Regions from separate parts of the Bos taurus genome. Here region 2 is linked to region 1. A link is a contact called in public Hi-C data. All regions are on one chromosome and are shown on one strand. The core of a region is the stretch at or near the end of the contact, and the rest is flanking DNA. Distances in the headings are between cores, read along the strand shown.

Evidence for each region. Hi-C and Micro-C count contacts between places; a contact is called where the count stands out from the background.
Region 2: a contact with region 1 is called in a Hi-C map of liver, with 2.0 times the contacts expected there. The contact joins the enhancer-like site here to the promoter of ATF3 in region 1. A contact is called at or near these places in 2 of 11 Hi-C or Micro-C datasets (blastocyst and liver).

Annotation. Positions count from the first base shown.
Region 1 is chr16:70,934,390-70,939,558 of ARS-UCD2.0, forward strand. It overlaps ATF3 (activating transcription factor 3), which reads right to left and starts at 3,038. Exons shown (of 4, transcript NM_001046193.2): 1 at 2,846-3,038.
Region 2 is chr16:70,985,475-70,990,643 of ARS-UCD2.0, forward strand. No RefSeq gene overlaps it. Among named protein-coding and RNA genes, the nearest start is that of ATF3, 51 kb to the left of the region's middle. Within about 2 kb of position 1,972, at least 60 of the 102 cell types and tissues checked have an H3K27ac peak or open chromatin away from gene starts, as enhancers often do. A contact at or near this core is called in blastocyst and liver, where this site is marked.

The sequences.
Region 1 (5,169 bases), core at 1,788-4,287:
TAGTTTCATCATTTTCAAGAAAGTGAAACTTTACTCATCTATGTCTCTAACCAGAAATTCAGCTCCCAGATTTTATTTCCTAGTAGCTGCTACTACATTGAATTTTCACTTTTAATTTTCATCTTTTTTCCACTAAGCACTACTTGTAAAACATAGCAGGGAGCCAGTTCTTTCACTAACTTCCCATCTTGGTCTTTCTCCTAGTCCACTGGAAGGAGGTACAAAGACACTCCAGGTGTAGGTGGAAGACTAGGCATCAGGACAGAGACGACGCTTGCAGGCATCTATACTACCACTCACACGCTGAGCTCTCAGCGACATGCTTCCTGGACCTCGGTCACCTTGTCTGTAAAGAGAGACCAGTACTGCCTGCCCCAGTCCCTTTACAGGGCTGTCGGGAAGATCAAACACGAAAGTGGATTTACACACATCCCGGGAAGCCATTATTACTGTGATGGGATCCACTTTCAGGGGTGTGGGGGCGGAGGCTCATAATGTTCCTGTTAATGAAACTAGGTCCTATTAATCAGACGTTAACTGGAGCCCTCAAGAAACTCAGCTCAGTCACAGCTTCTTTTGCACTCTGATTGACCTCAGGGCTCTTGACAGATCAATTCCACCCCACTCTTTGCTGGCACCAGCTCGTCTCCACTGGTCTTAAGTACTTGAGAAGTAGCCAGCTCTCACACATGAAGCCATTTCTGGTTTCTGTGGTGTCCTGGCTGCATACTTCCTCCTCCCCGGGCCGAGTAACACTTGGAACCACTGACCCTGTCCCCTGCCCAGCCCAACTGAAAAAGGAAGAAATCATGAGCTCTGTACAATGGGATAGAACATCCAAAACTAGAGTCATTTAGGTCAGATCTTCATTTTGCAATTGAGTAAAATGGGGTCCAGAAAGGCAAAGTGACTTGCCCAAGGTCACCATAAAGCTGGTGAGTGGCCCAGCCCAGGCCAAACTGTTGACCACACACCTGCTGCTCATTTTACTCCATCCCCAAGAAGGCAATGGCAAAGGAGAAGAGAGCCAATGGCCAGGTAGATGAACAGTCAACAGTCCGAGGAGCCTATGCCCACAAGAGAGGAGGCTTTGATGGGATTAAGACAGGGAAGGAGTATGGGGGTAAAAAAGAGAATAATGGAGAGAAAAGACCAAGGGGAGAGAGAGAATGGTGGGGTTAAGACAGGAAGGATCCAGAGGCTGCCACAGGTGCTGGGGGCTGTATTTTATTTACACTGTGCGCCTGGTGTGCTTCCTGCAGTGCTGTCTCTGAAACCATTTAGACAGTAACAACTGCAACCCACCCGGGTCCTCATTCAGATAATCCTTACAGCAACAGTTTACCTGTTGCTGTGTTTACCTGTTGCAGTGTTATTCTACAACAAATGGGAGCTGCAAAACAAGGGGACAGTCATACCAATTTCTCCTTCATTCAAACTGAAAGAGCAGGAGGCTCCCAAACAGATGTGACTGTCACCCACACTGAAACAGATGCATTCAGAGGGCACCCACATTTTCTAGTGCCCAGTTTATTTTTTTCTGGCTCTATTAAGGGGTGAGCAACTCCTTCATAGGAAAGGCAGCTTACTGTGATTTGGTAATTAAATTAGGGGAAAGAAAACGGTTAGGAGGAAAGGAAGTAATTTGATGAGATGAAAATGGGGTGGGGGGGCGGTGGGGAGCAGAGACGGAGAACCATCCAGTGGAAAGCACCTTGGAAAGGGAAGAGATGCCCCGTACAGAAGTCCCTTTCTCCTCACTGCCTCAGAGGGCGGCCAGCGACATCCAAGCCCCCTCATTCAAGTCCCCTCCTAGGTCGCTTTTCTTTCAGTTAACACCACTCTAGAATCTGAAAACCTTTGTCCAGAAAGGACCGTAATGGTTATCCGGCCCAACCAGCACCTTGTGCTTGCAAACAGGCGGAGCGGCCAGGAGCCTCTATATGTCCACACCTCCCCGCTGGGGATGCTGAGGCTCCAAGCCACTAAGGGCAGTGCAAGTTTCAGGTCCCGGCTCCTGGATCACAGATCCTGTCTCTCAAATATCTCAACTGGCTTCGCACTCTCGCTCCCTCCCCAATCCCCAACGGTGGGTCTCTTAGGATGAAAAGCCGAGAAATCCGCGAGCCACCAGAGGAAGAGACCAGAACTGGACTCACAGGTACGATAGAAAAGCGTGTGAGAAACTTGGGTCAAGAAGTCTCCGGCACCTGTCCCCGGTGCTCTCTCTCCGCCTTCTGCCCCAGGGCAGCGACAGGAGCGCGCGCCACCTCTTAAAACTTATCCTAACTAACTTTCGCCGCCGGCTACCAGCGCGATCCTGCCGCCCAGCGCTCCGGGGTGGGCAGGGCGACCCCCAGCGGCAGCGCCCGCGACCCCGGCTCGCCCATTCGTTTCCCATTCATTCCTTTCCGCCCCTGGGGCAGCCGCTCCGCGAGCCCCGGCCTCCCGGGAAAGCTGGGCTCGGGAGTAGCAAGTGCCGGCGCACCGAGCCAGGGATGGAGCCGGCTGGCGAGCCTGATTGGCTCGGCCACTCTGAGCACCTCGATCGCCCCGGGAGTAAGTAAACGCGAGGGCGGCTAGGAGCTGTGCTCCGACGCCGGCGGACGACCTCTCAGTTACTAGGAACGTTTCGCGCCCCAAGTCAAAAGAGAAAGTTCTTTGCGAGAAAGTTTCTAAAGCGCGGAAGAGCAGCGGTGGCTGGGAGAGAGATTCAGCCAGAGTTTTTTCTAAGCTGGAGGCTGCGGGGCAAGTGCCGGGGGGCGGGGGGTGGGCGCGGGGGTCGGGGACTGGTTACTAGAGGGGCGCAAAGATAATCAAAGCAAGCCACTCTCGCCGCGCTCACCTCCTGTATCCACTCGGGGCGGCCAGGGTCCGGAGGGCGGGCAGGGTCGGGGTTGGGTCGGGCTGGCTGGCTGGCTGCGGGGTCGGCTGGCGAGCACAGAGGGGCTCACGACCGGCGCGCGGGCTGGCGGGTCCGCTGAGGCGGCGGCGCAGAGTGAGCGCTATGCAGTGTGCGCCTCTCTGCGTGCGACTGTGGCTGGCAGCGCGTTGCATCACCCGTTTTATAGCCCTCCGGCTGGCGGCGCGCCCAAATACTCTGGGTTACCAATCCCAGGCTGACGTAATGCTATTAATAGCTTCCTCGGCGAACCAGCAGAACTAGGCTGGGCTGGAGGGCGGGAGGGGTGAGCGGGGCGGGGGGAGGGGCCAACGAGGAGGAGGGGAAAAGGGGGACCGGTGATGCAAGCTCGGGGAGGAGCCGGCCGCGGCGTGTTCTCCTGGGACGCACGCACCCGCCCGCCCTCTCGCTCCATATCAGGACCGGAGCCGCTCGGGCTGGCCGCCAGATGTGCGTACTCCAGGCATGAGCCAATGGTGCCCAAGCCAGCGGCATGACTCCACCGCGCTGGCATCTCTCCCTCCGCTAGGCTGGGGAGGTGGGGGTTGGGGGTGAGGTTGGAGAGGTGGGTCCTGGACGCTGCCCAGACTAGGTGAGACTGGGAAGCTAGAAACGACCTTTCTCTAAAATGCGTGGTCATTTTCTGGAGCTTCGGGAAAGTACACACCCCCCCTTCCGCTTCCCCGTCAAAAGCCTCCTTTTCAAGTAGGGGACGGGGTACGAAGAGGAGTGTCATTTCCCCAGTGTGGGAGAAGAGCTTAGAGGCACCCTACGGTGAATCCACGCCGTTACCGCCGAGGGTGACCTCTGTGGCCGGGACCGTGAGAAGACTTGTCAGCGATCGGAGGGCACGGTGCGCCCACGCCCGGGGCTCGAGCACACCCCACATAGGCGCACACGCGGAACCGCCTCCCGGCGGCTTGGGAACCCGACGCTGAGGCCAGGGCGAGCGGCAGGGAGAGAATTTTTTTTAACAGCCACAAAACGTTTGAAATTGACAGTGAAACGAACAAGCCCGAGAAAAGATGAGCGACCTGGAAAAAATCAGAGTCAACTCAGAGAAGGGCTAAAAGTAAGATTGAAGCCTAGAGACTAGGAGGAGAAGTAAAGAGAAGGTGCTTTGGTCTCCGCGGGCCGGGCCGGGCGGGGGTCGCCCGGCTTTCTGGCAGTGTTGCTGGAAAATACACCTTCGGCTTTCGCATGTTTTCCTGCGCCCAGAGAGGATCGCGCGGGGACCGGACCGCCCGGGCTGTAGACGCATTAACCGTATAGCAAATTAGGCCCCGTAGCAGAAATCCTTTTCTCCCTAAAGTCGTGTGGCGGGAAGGGCGGGATCTCGCGGCCCAGACTCGAGCCGAGTCTTCATCAGAACTGGATCTGAATCTTAAAATCGAGCTTCCAGTTCCGATTCCCCGAGCCCAGCTGTCTAGGACCAGAGACCGTCTCAACTGATCATTGACGAATGTGGGTGGACGCGACTGTGGCCAGCTCTGTTTGGCACCTATGGGAGAGGGAGAACCGCGAGCCCGTGGGGTTTAGGGGTACCTGCTTCCACCTGCCTTTAGAGAGAGAGAGAGACGGTCCAGGGTCCTAGTGTGGCAATTTGGGGGTAGGAACTAGAAGGCTCTGGGAGCCCAGATCTCTCCCACAGCCCCGCCCCACTCGACTGTTAACAGCCGTCATGGAAGGGCCTCTCTGTGTCTATTTCCCTCCCTTACACACACACAGTCCCGCACCCTCGAGTGCTCGGCCCGTCTCCCCAGCCTCTCCGATTGCCCAGCGGCCTGGGATAGATACCCTCAGAGCTATAGGTAAAGCTGAGTCCCCAGCACCCTGATTCCGCTCCCCAGAACCCGAGCCTCATCGGGACACATACCCGCCCCCAAGCTTCCGGGCCCAGGACCCCGCAGAGAGCGGCCTGGGAAGTCGTCCCCCACCCCACCCCCGCCCCCGCCCCCGGCCCGTCGGGTAGCCTGGAGGTCCTACGCAGGGTCCTAGGGGATGCCGCCTAGGACCTCAGCGAATTTCCAGCGAAGTCGAGCGGGAAGCTTGGGGCCGTTGTTTTTGCTTTACTTTTCACCCTGGTAACGGACTTCCCGGCCCCACCTCCACGTCCCCACACCCCGCTCCACGCCTCTTCACCCCGCCCTCCTGCCCATGCACCGGCAGGTAGACCCGGGGCAGCCAGGTAAACCCCGGGCGTGTCCTAACAACCCGTAGAACACCGCGAGAGCAGGAGGAAGGGCGTTTGCAAATTTGCATGAAAG
Region 2 (5,169 bases), core at 722-3,221, 50 kb after region 1:
TCACTGTTTCACCTGAGACTCCTAACAGAGGCGTGAACCGTGAAAGGCACAGTGAGCTGCTAATCAAGTGACTAGGACTCTCTACATAACAGGCCACGTGGCCCCGGGCAGGTCACTTCACCCGGACCTCAGTTCCCTGGTTGTAAAACAGGGGCTGGCCTGGTTGGCCTGAAGGTCCCCTACTGCTCTAAGCTTCCATGTCTGCGTGTCCAGCCCCAGTACAGAGGGAGAGCTGCTGGCCACAGCTGAGGCCGCCTGTGGTTTTCTCCATCTTCTCCCGAGGCTTCCATGGGAGACACACAGGGTGTTCGGTCAGAAGCTCCAGAAAACCCGGAGAACAGGAAGAGCAGTGGGCAGTGACTTCATCAGCCTGATGGAGGGGCCAAGAGCAGGGCACACAAAGAAGAGAGCTGGGTGGTGGCTGGAGACTGGGTATGAGGGGAGAGGGGTCAGTTCTGAATGTCTCTGGGCGGTGAGCGAGGGGAGGAAGGTAGCCCTGATAGACCTGGCAGGTATGACCTGAGGATGCGCTTGTGACGCTCAGCCAAAGACCAGTAACGGCTGTCAGAGGACACCAGTGACAGCCACTCATGGCCCACCTCCACTTCCAGGACACAGGCAGCAGCGTCTTGCTCAAAACTGTAAGAAGCTGTTGTCTCATTTCGTCTTGGCATGACGATGCTGTTTCAATAGAAACCACTGCTTTACAGAGAGAGGAGATTATGATGCAGAGAAACAAGGTTATTTCTTCAGCATGGGGCAGAACTGGACACTGGCATGCCAGACCAGGACGCATTAAGCGGGATGCCCTCTCTAGTTTCCAGACAGAAAACAGAGCCAAGGGTAGGCGTGGCAGGGCTGGGACTAGGGTGTGGTGAGTGAGGTGCCTGGAGTGCAAACCTCAAGGAGGTGCCCGCTCTCCGGAGCCGGCAAGTACAGGAAGGACACCCGAGAGGAAGCGCCTCTTCACTCACCTTACTCTCATCCAGACCAGGCCCTGAGGTCTCACTCTCCTGTATCCGCAGGCTGAGGTTACTTGTGGGTGACGTGTTCAGAGGCACTGGAATTGAGGTAAAGGGGAAAAACTACTCTCCAGGGCTCGATACACCCAGAATAAAACACTGTATCACAGCCCACCTTCATCACCAAAAACACTGACTTGGAGTCCAACTGACGTGGGAGTGACTTTCAGGTTGCGGTTCCTTAAACTGTGTAACCTAGGGAAACATGCTTAATCCTGCGGTGCCCGGATTCCCTTCCTCATCCGTAAAATGGGGACAATAACAACCATCTCAGAGAGAAGAGAGAATTAAAAAGAGCGGAGGAAGTGTAAGAAACAAACCTGCCACACGGTAAACCTCAGTGGATTGTTAGTCCCCAGTGAGACTGTGATTGTGCTCAATGGCGAAGCACGGGCCGGGGTTCCTGCCTCCGGGAACGTCCACAGGCAACATTAGCCTAAAAGGAGGGGTGGATACCAGTTCACAAAGTTCACATCCAGAGAGTTTGTTGTTCCAGGTCACACACCTAACAAGAGAATTTGGACAAAGTCAAAAAATACTGATAAAAGGGCCAAGGTGGCCCAAGTTGATGAATTATATACAGACATTCAAACCACAGCCTTTCTCTGTCAGCAGAGGTGTAAGTGAAGGAGTAGGCAGTCAAGGGCCATGGAAAACTTCCTGACTTTTGGGTCAAGAGCTGATTCTGGTTAAACAAGGAGGGCTTCCAGGAGGAGGTTCTGGGGCTTCTGGGCGCCTCCAATGAAGCTCAGTTGCTTTCCGTTTTTTCATTCCTACCTCAGCAATCACCTTCTCTCAGTACAAAGGGATGTAAAACTGGCTCCGACTCTACGGGTGGGTGAGCGGGGTCCTCGCCCCACATCTTTCACGATCCAAGGCCTGGTCCCTTTAAGGCATCGAAACTCAGTGAACATTCTAGGCTGGCCCCGCGGCCTTCCCGAGGCGCGCTGACGTCACCCTTCGGGGAAGCGGCTGACGTCAGCGCGTCCTCTGCGGGTGGGGGCGGGGCCATGAGTCACTCGGGCCGTGCCCCTGGCCCCCGTGAGCGGGGTGCACGTGAGCGCGCCCCGCGCTCGCCTAATTTTAGCTCCGGCAGCCCCCGGGGGGTCGGTCGAGGTAAAGGCCGGCAGAGGGGACGCGGGGGGCTGGGGGCGCGGTTCTGCCAGTCCCTTGCTGCCCCGCCGTCGGTTCTTCTGGAGGACGGATCCCGGGCCGAGCTACTGGAGTGCGGGCGATTGCAAGCCCCGTCCTGAGCTTGGCGTAGGCGCTCAATAAACAGAATCGGGGTTCCCTCCTGGATGCGACGCGAGGCTTCCCAGAGAGGGCCAAGGTTCTGGAAAGTTCCCTGGGGGCTGAAGTCAGAGCGTAGCAGGGCTCGGGCGTCAGGGCTCGGGCGTCAGCCCTCGGTGACCTCCCCGGGCGATCGCCTGGCCTCCCTGAGTGGACCCCGGGATTGGCCGGTGCGGCCCACAGCTAGGGGCTGTGGGGGTGGTGGGCGGGGAGGGAAGGCGGCCGGGACCCTCGGTGAGCAGCCACGCCCGAGTCGGTGACAGCGGTAGGGACGACGCCCTCAGTGGTGTGGTGGCCGTCCAGGGGTCGGGCTAAGTACAGAGGCCTCAAGTTGAGAAGGCAGCGGAGAAGCTCAAAAACCCAGACGCTCCATCCCCAGCCCCGGGAGTTACCAGGTGATCTTGCAGGAGTCAGATGAAAGCTTCATTTTAAAGAAAGCAGTGCCCGGCACCTTGTGAAATCGATACTCTCCTGTTCTCTGGGAGGTGGGGGACCGATGCGATGGACATGAGTTTGAGTAGGCTCTAGGAGTTGGTGATGGATGGAGAAGCCTGGCGTGCTGCAGTCCATTTGGTCGCAGAGTCGGACATGACTGAGCGTCTGAAGTGAACTGGGGGGTAGTTCTGGAAAGAGGCTCTGTGATCATAAAGAGAAGAGCAATTTTGACTTTACCGAGTGGTCTGCTGTTCCTCGGTGGACCTGCATTCTTGTTGGCGTGGCATCCTCAGATTTCACAGGGATTGTCTCTTGTTCGATCGGGAAGTCGTGTCTGACTCTTTGAGACCCCGTGGAGTGCAGCAGGCCAGGCTTTCCTGCATCATTCACCATCTCCCGGAGTTTGTAGGCAGCTTGTAAAACATATTGAAGGTTCCTTTGACCTTAAAGGTGAAGGGTGTTAGATGTTACAAAATAATATTAAATAGAATGATAAACGGAATGTCAAATGGTGGTAGGGTAACTGTTTCTAATTGTTGGACCATTCAAATTTACATTTCAAGTTGTTGAAGGCTGTAACCTTAAAAAAAAAACAACTTTACGTATGTCCTTTTCTTAGAAAGAAATGGTGGAAAGTTAGTTGTGGAATAAAGGTAGCCTTGAGGATTGTGACATGAATGAATGACAAATCTGTAAATCAAATACATAATTTTCATTTTTCCCCCCAAGAAATACCACATTGCCTTTGGTAAATTGGAGATTTTTTTCAGATATAAATGTGGAAACTGCAAGAGTGTTTATTCCCCATTCAGTATCCATCTTAACAGTTTAGAAAGGACTAGCAGTTTAGAGTCTTCAAAACTGAATACATCCAGAGGTATGCATAGTGTTTTATATTGTTCTTCTAGCAACAGAAGGCTCTTTGTCCTAAGTTTGGATGGTTGCTACCACATATTCCTCAATGGTGCCTATTTGGGACTTGACTTGAGCAGGTGTCAGTGTTGATGAATCATGGTCTCAGACTGAGCTAATTTCCCTTTGTGTAAGGTTATTGTTGTGTGTGTATATAATATATAAGAACCTGAACGTCAAGTTTTTCACGTTCAGAAGTTAAGGTTTTTAGTCCGGAAACTGAGTTCTTGCTTTAAGAATACTTCACCTTGAAATGGGCCATGTGCATCCTGAAGACAGCCTGTGAGTGTTTCTATGAGGTCTTCCCTGCCCCCACGTTGTCCCTGCTTTCTTTGAGTCATCTGTTCTTCAGTTGTTCCCTGTGCCCTGATTGTTCACTTACTGGTTCGTTTTTCCCTCTAGACTAAACTCTTGGGCCCATGAACTAGTGTCTGTCTGTGTATCTCTGGCATCTAGAATAGGGCTGGGATGTAGTAAGAGCTACTTTGCTGCTGTTTTGTTTCATTGAATAAAGGTGAGTGTTCCAAATCAAATCACACGTGTTGGGAAGGGAGGTTTGGTTTAGTTTGGTTTTAGCTGAGAGGATGGACCTGTATTGCTGTTGTAGGGCAATCAGTTCCTTTCTTTTCCAGGTCTGCTGTAACCTGTCCCCTAGTACCACCACCACCACCCACGAGCAAGAAGCCAGGGAAAATAAAACCAACAACCAGACTCTACATTATTTTGGGATCTCAATAGTATGCTGTACTTTTAGAGTCAAGATGATAGAACCTTGGCTCTCCTGGCCAGAACTAATCCACACACTGGCATTAGTCAGGTTCTTTTCACAGAGGAGTTTGCCAGTCTTTACTCTTAATAAAATGGAAATTTTAGGACCTCTGCTGTGACTGTGGACAGTTAAGACTGGTTGGTGAATGGAATGTTTACATTTGAAATAGAATGGGTTTCTGCACAGTGATGCTTAATGCTTACCCTGAGAAAGGATTTAAGAATATAAAATGAAGATAATGTACTTATTCTCTTCCTTAAACTGGTCAAAGGGAGGGGATTTTTACAGTAAAGTTTTACTAGCCAAAACTCTTAGCAAACTGGAATTGATGTCAGACACTGAATTTTACAGAAGACTGACAGCAAAATAAGTAGCTATTGGAGATTTTGTTTTGAAAATACATACACAGTACATAACAGTGATTACTAATATTTTCTGTAATAACTCAGTACCTCTGCAACATTCAAAATCAGATGGTCCACATTTTTACACCCACTATGTTTAAGTCAAGAAAGGGTGATGTATATTTGGAAGATTTTCTAACAAGATTTTAATTCGGTTTTAGAAAGTGGTTCAGCTGAATTCTGCCATACAAAGAGTTACATGAGAGGGATGGAACAGAAAAGTAGCTTTTTGTTGAAAACAGAAGAGAAGAAGGGACTCTTTGGTGGTGACTAGGTAAAATTTTTACAATTCCTACTCACTTTCCTACCATCCTTCTCACCTTTTCATCTTCAGGCC